2 separate regions of the Mus musculus genome follow, and region 2 is linked to region 1. A link is a contact called in public targeted proximity ligation data. All regions are on one chromosome and are shown on one strand. The core of a region is the stretch at or near the end of the contact, and the rest is flanking DNA. Distances in the headings are between cores, read along the strand shown. Region 1 overlaps Sgms1 (sphingomyelin synthase 1). Region 2 has its middle 28 kb from the start of 2700046G09Rik.

The links.
Region 2: a targeted proximity ligation map of pancreatic cancer cells shows a contact between it and region 1. A contact is called at or near these places in 1 of 484 Hi-C or Micro-C datasets (bone marrow-derived macrophages), 2 of 130 datasets of targeted methods (large pre-B cells and pancreatic cancer cells) and 1 of 9 other capture datasets (embryonic stem cells).

The regions. Positions count from the first base shown.
Region 1 is chr19:32,135,658-32,138,801 of GRCm38.p6, reverse strand. The region is part of intron 7 of Sgms1 (sphingomyelin synthase 1); the gene reads left to right. Among named protein-coding and RNA genes, the nearest start is that of Asah2, 34 kb to the right of the region's middle.
Region 2 is chr19:32,415,450-32,418,593 of GRCm38.p6, reverse strand. No RefSeq gene overlaps it. Among named protein-coding and RNA genes, the nearest start is that of 2700046G09Rik, 28 kb to the right of the region's middle.

The DNA.
Region 1 (3,144 bases), core at 417-2,916:
CCATGCGGGGGTTGTGTGCCGGGCTGATGCTGGAAGCTGCCAGCCCTGTTAACACAGCTTTTCAACAAGAGCTTATGCGGGTCTCCCCCACCTTCCTCTTCCTATCACAGCTGCTTAGGATTTACTTTAAACAAAAAACAAAAAAACAATATAGTAACAGATGATAATCTTTGATTTTAGGTCAGTTTGTGGTTTGTGGTTGGGGGGTTGGGTTGTTTTTTTTTTTTTAACTCATAGAAAAAACAAAGCACCCTGTTGTGCTCACTCCCCAGATGTGCACTCCCCAGATGTGCACTCCCCAGATGTGCACTCCCCAGATGTGCCCCATGATAACTTTTGGGCAAGTTGAGCTGGTGCTGACTACTAAGCCTTAACCTAAGCCACACGCTGATTCTATTGTGGTTTCTGTGCTGACCTTAGATATCAAAACGGAGATGACACCTCAGCCAGGGCATTTGGCAGAAGAATTTCATTTGAATTTTATTCCGACCGCCAACCAACGGGTCCCCGTCAGACAGGGACCTTGTTCGTGTTTGGTACCATCTGATGCTTCTTGTTGAGTGGGGCAGCTTTGGGAAGACCTTCACAGTTTGTGTGTCTGCTGCTCTCCCCTTGTCTCAGAGTGAGATTTCAGGCATCAAAGCCCCCTGGTCTTGCTGCTGATTTCCCTTAGATGTTGGCCTCATGGACCCCCTGCCTTGGACAAGTCCATCCTTGCAAGGCAGCAGACTCTGCTTCTTGGCAATGGCAATTGTAGTTATACCTGTTCAGAGGTGGCAGTTGGCATATCTCACAAGCCTCCCACACTGACACACTTTGGTCGTCTGATGAGCCTTTAGCGACCTTGTGAGGAAAGAGCTGGTTCCAATACAAAAGTAATTTGGTATCACAGAGTTCAATCATGCGGAGCTTTGGTAGTCTGATTAGCCCTTGGCAGCCTTCTGTGGACTTCAGAAAGAGCTGATTCCATTGCATAGGTAATTTGGTGTCACCGAGTTAAGTCACATGAGGCATGGGGACGTGCTCGCTTTTGCGCAATCTTCTCTCTACTCCTATTTCTTGTCAGTATAATTTTCCTTTTTTGTTTTCACTTTTTTTCTGTTTCTCTTTTCTCTCTGTTGCTATTCTCTCTTTTCACTTTTAGGAGCAACAGTGACAGCAATGTAGTAAAAATTTGTCTTTTAAAAATTACTTTTATTGTAAATAAATTTTATGGCAGACATACTGAAAGTATGTACTAAAGAGAAATTTTTAAAATTCATATTTCAATACAATAGTCCTTTATGGCTGTTTTTCTCACAAGTCCAACTCTACTATCTGTACATTTATCACTTTGGTTAAAAGTTGTATTTGACAAGTGCACTTTGCATCATTTTATAGCTCCTTGGCAGCTCCAGTTTCCTTACTGAGGAAGTGTCGTCACTTGCTCAGATTGCAAGAAAATGCAGAATTGTTGATATGATTTCAGTTGATTAGAAGAGATTATTTTTCCAAGCAAACATCTCTGGAGAACCTGTCATGGGTAGATATAGTGTGGAATATTAAGGTCACAAATGTACATAGTAAGTGTCCTGTCCATCCCCCCCTCACTCCCTGGGCCTCCAGAGCTAAGGGTCCTGTGTGATCTAACAGGTCACTCCCTGGCTTAGTCATTCCTTCCTGTATGGATATGGGGGTTCTGGTTGCCATGGAAGCACAGAAAAGCAGCCACTGTGCTGGGCGTGCATGCAGCTAGAGGTGTGTCTGAGCCAAGGCTCAGAGGAACAAGTCAGAGTCTGCCAAGTGGAAGCAGCGAGAACATTGGTATAAGGGGACCATGCAAGGGAATTTAGAATAACTTGAGGTTGAGGGAACACAGGGGTCTGGTCGTCTGGTCCCAGTGGCCTGAGATGTAGCAGGCAGGCTGTGGGCAGATTTAAAGGGCCTTGAACCCTTCTAATGAGTTTGGATTTCCAAACCATAGAAAGTCAGGAAAGGTTTTAGTAGGAGGTTTTGATGGACTGACAGTTGTTTTTTAAAAATACATTTACCCAGTAATGCAGTGGGATGTTTGGGTGAGAGGGATATAGGCTTTGGTTGGTGCTAAGTTGTGTTATCCTTTTTTGATGTCCACCCGTGGTCCACAATGTCTTGTCCTCATTTAGTTCTCAAAACAGTGACTGGAGGAACTGCATTAAGTTCAGAGGCAGGTGGCTCTGCCCAGTGTTTCAGAGTAGCTAGGGAGCAGAGACAGGATATCTATCTGGCCACACATCTGTAGTAGGTAATGCTTGTTCATGGTCGTGTGAACTAGAGGTGAGGGATGTCCAAGCCAGGCCCTGTGTTAAGGGAGACACTGGAAAGGCAAGAAAAGTCTTACAGATATTAGGAGTCATACACCATGGAGACTATAGGCATTAACCAGGGAGCTCCAGACAGCCGCAGAGGAGACTTTACCCACTGGCTCAGGGTGCAAGAAGGTGGGCAGTGACATTTTCACCATGGGGAATGTCTCAAGCTACCTGGACACGAGAGGCCACCCATGAGCACTCTAAAACACCAGGCTGTCATGCTTGGGAGCTCTCCCTCTGGCTGTGTCATTTTGCGAAGCTTTGTTTCTTGCTTTGGCAGTGCTGAGGTTCGAGCCCCGGGCCTGTCACCTGCTCCTCTTCTCCCTGAGCTGTCCTCTCAGTCCTCAGTGGTTATGCTTAAGACAGTTTGAGCATGACGATATCAGACTGTAAAAAATCAAAAGGGGCTTTATATAATGTCAGAGGCGACTTAGGAAAATTAATAAATGTAAAAGAAATAGATGACTATTTGGTAGCCTTTGAGGAAATAATTCAAAAATCATAATCTATAATGGGTATGTACTGAAGCTATTAGGTGAAGGTTAAGGCCAATAACACTTATACAGCTTTTTAAATTCACATTTCTTATTAACTATAAAGGGGCAAAGATAACATATTTAGTAGAGAAGTCTGGCAAGCATTGCAATGGCCGGGGTGGTCACACCAGTAGCTGGACAAATGGCACCAGGGCTTCTTCGCAGGTGCATGGGGTGGAGACCACAGCCGTTGTGTTTGTTCCGCCAACAGCATTTAATTTGAACTTAAGCAGACTGCAGCATTCGGAGAGGAACCGAGGAGGGAGATGAACCTGAAG
Region 2 (3,144 bases), core at 439-2,938, 280 kb before region 1:
TAGAATTAATCAACTATAGAGTGAAAAATATTTTTAATGAAAGAATTAGCATACAGAGTGGAAGGTTTTATTATAGCATTTTCAAACTTACTTCATTTTGATTGGTCCTGCCCTCCATCTGTACTCCTTCCTGCGTCATTATCCCCCTCTCAACTTCTTTTTTCCCCATAGACGACAATTGTGGTTTAGGAGTCAGTCACCCTACAAACCACTTGAACACCGATCTCAGTCAAACAGGGATGGATTACTGAATGCACCCCAAGACTGATCGACCAGGGCAACAGCTCAGGCTCCAGAGTTGAAAGCTGCATGCTGGACATTTTTCCAGGTTAGCTTAGAAAGACTAACACTACAAAAACCACAATGAGTTCATATGTAGGCGCTAGAAGGGCTGCCTGTTGGTCAGCCCTGACTTAAGCCATTTCAGACATAACAGTTCATATTGACCTTTAATTTGATGGGTCCTGAGTAAAGTTTATGGCTGTGCAATTTCTTAAGATTAGCAGACCTCGTAGTGTATAGAACGTAACAGGGTGTATGGTCAGCATGACCCTGCTCTGAGTCAAGTTATTTTTCTGTGCCAATGACTGACAGGCATATTACAGCAACAGTATGAAATAGCTGGCAGCATGGAGCAACATGGCTGCAGCTATGCTGGGTGTGTGTGTGTGTGTCAGATCCAATATGATTTTACTCCTTTTCCTTTCATTGAAAACAGGTTTCTGCCCCCCTCACATTATATGTGCTGATTTTGGTTTCCCTTCCTTCTACTCCTCCCAGTTCCTGCCCACCTCCCCTCCCATCCAGGTCAGCTCCCTTTCTGTCTCTCATTAGAAAACAAATAGGCTTCTAAAGGATAATAAGGGCTGGAGAGATGGCTCAGCGGTTAAGAGCACTGACTGCTCTTCCGAAGGTCCTGAGTTCAAATCCCAGCAACCACATGGTGGCTTACAACCATCTGTAATGAGATCTGACTCCTTCTTCTGGAGTGTCTGAAGACAGCTACAGTGTACTTACATATAACAATAAATAAATCTTTTTTTTTAAAAGGATAATAATATAATTAGATAAAACAGAAGCTAACACAGTGGAATCAGACAAGATAAACAAATAGAAGAAAAAGTGCCCAACAGAAGGCATAAGAAACAGACATAGATGCAGAGATCCACTTATTGGCACACTCTGAAATCCCGTAAAAACATTAAGTGGAAGCCATAAAAAATACACAAAGGGAAAAGGGGAAAAAAAAGAGGAAAGAAAATATGCATAAATAAATATAAATAAAATAAAAATAATAAGATTAGTCTTTTTTTAGAAAAGGAAAAGCCTGACAAGATGTTTACATTGTAAGACAAGGAGCCTCCAAAGACACCCTTGAGTTCATTTTTCTGTTGGCCATCTACTGCTGGGCGTGGAGCCACCTGAGGTGGAAGATTCTGGTTGTATCATGTGATGCAACCTCACAAGGGATCTTGCTGAGGAAAACCCATGGGAGGGCACGTGATTTTGGAGAGTATAAATAGGACTCAACGGACAATGATGGGGCACTTGCATAGGTAGCCTTGCAATGCTTCATTGATCTTGTGTCTCTGTCTTCACTGATCTTCACTGTGTTGAGAGAGGCACAGTAGAGAACGTCTCCTGGCGTCTCGTCAGGTCCTGGTTGCTATCTGTGACTCATGCCAATTGCATGGAGGTCTGGCTGTTTCTGCTAGATTATACACCACTGCTGATTCATGTTTGGTATCCTGACACTACTGGACTGGACTGCTGGTATTGGAATCCCTCCAAAGAATTGCATCTAAGCAGGTCCACATGGCCTTGTTCCATTTATTATCTTTTCTCTCCTACCTTTGGATGGTGTGTGTGTGTGTGTGAAGCATTTGAGAACGCTTACTAAAAGTAGGTTTTTTAAAAATCTAAGCCTATACCTACCCTTAAGAGTAGTTTGTTGGGCTGGAGAGATGGCTCAGTGGTTAAGAGCACCAACTGCTCTTCCGAAGGTCCTGAGTTCAAATCCCAGCAACCACATGGTGGCTCACAACCACCCATAATGAGATCTGACGCCCTCTCCTGGTGCATCTGAAGACAGCTACAGTGTACTCACATATAATAAAATAAAATAAATAAATCTTTAAAAAAAATTAGTTTGTTTCCCCAGTGAGACTCCCTTGGAGGAAATTAAATTTTCATTTGCAAGTGGTCCACAGTTGGAGATAGCTTTTGGCTTAGGGATGGGGGATGTTCACTTCCCCTCTGAGCAATAGGGCCTCATCTGGTACAGACCCGTGCAAGCCCTGTGCGTGCTGCCTAAGTTCATGTGTGCATCTACCATAACAAACCTTCATACTTTGGTGTCCTTCCTACCCTCTGGTTCTTACACCCTTGCCTGCCTCTTCTGTAAGGTTCTCTGCGCCATAAGGGAAGGGAGCTTTGATGGAAGCAGTCCGATTTAGGGCTGAGAGTTCCAAGATCTCTCACTCTCTGCATGTTGTCTGGCTGTGGGTCTCTGTGTTTGTTCCCATCTGCTGCAGCGGAAGCATCTCCGATGATGGCTGAGCAAGGCACTGATCTGTTTCCCTCGTGAGGTGCCCTCCTCAACTCCCCTGTGTTTCATCTTTTCCATTTGTCTCCCCACCACAACTACCCCAGACCTCTTTTTCCCTTCTTGTAGTTCTCATTCTGGCTTTAGGACTTAATGCTCATCTTAATAAGCATGTAAGGTACAGTTTACATGAAGAGAGAACGTGCTGTATCGATTTCCCCAAGATACGAATCCTTCGTGTCACGTAATTCCAGATTCATCCATTTCCGGCAAATGTTTCCAACTTCATTTTTCTTTATTGCTGAATTAAACTCCACTGCATACATGCACCAGGTTTTCATGAACTCACTAAGGTGTCTTGGACACCCAGGCTAATTCTTTTCCCTCACTGTTGCAATTAGCACAATAGTGATGTGCAAGGATCTGTTTGGAAAGACATAAGAACAGAAACATCAGATGAGCCAGCTCTACCATGCCAAAGGGTTGTAGGGTTTTTCTGTTTTAGGCTCTTGAAGAGCCTCTAGGCTGAACTGCATGATGGCTGGACTGCTCTGCCCTCCTCCCAGCAGTGAATAATGGATCCTCTCCCCTTCTTGTTC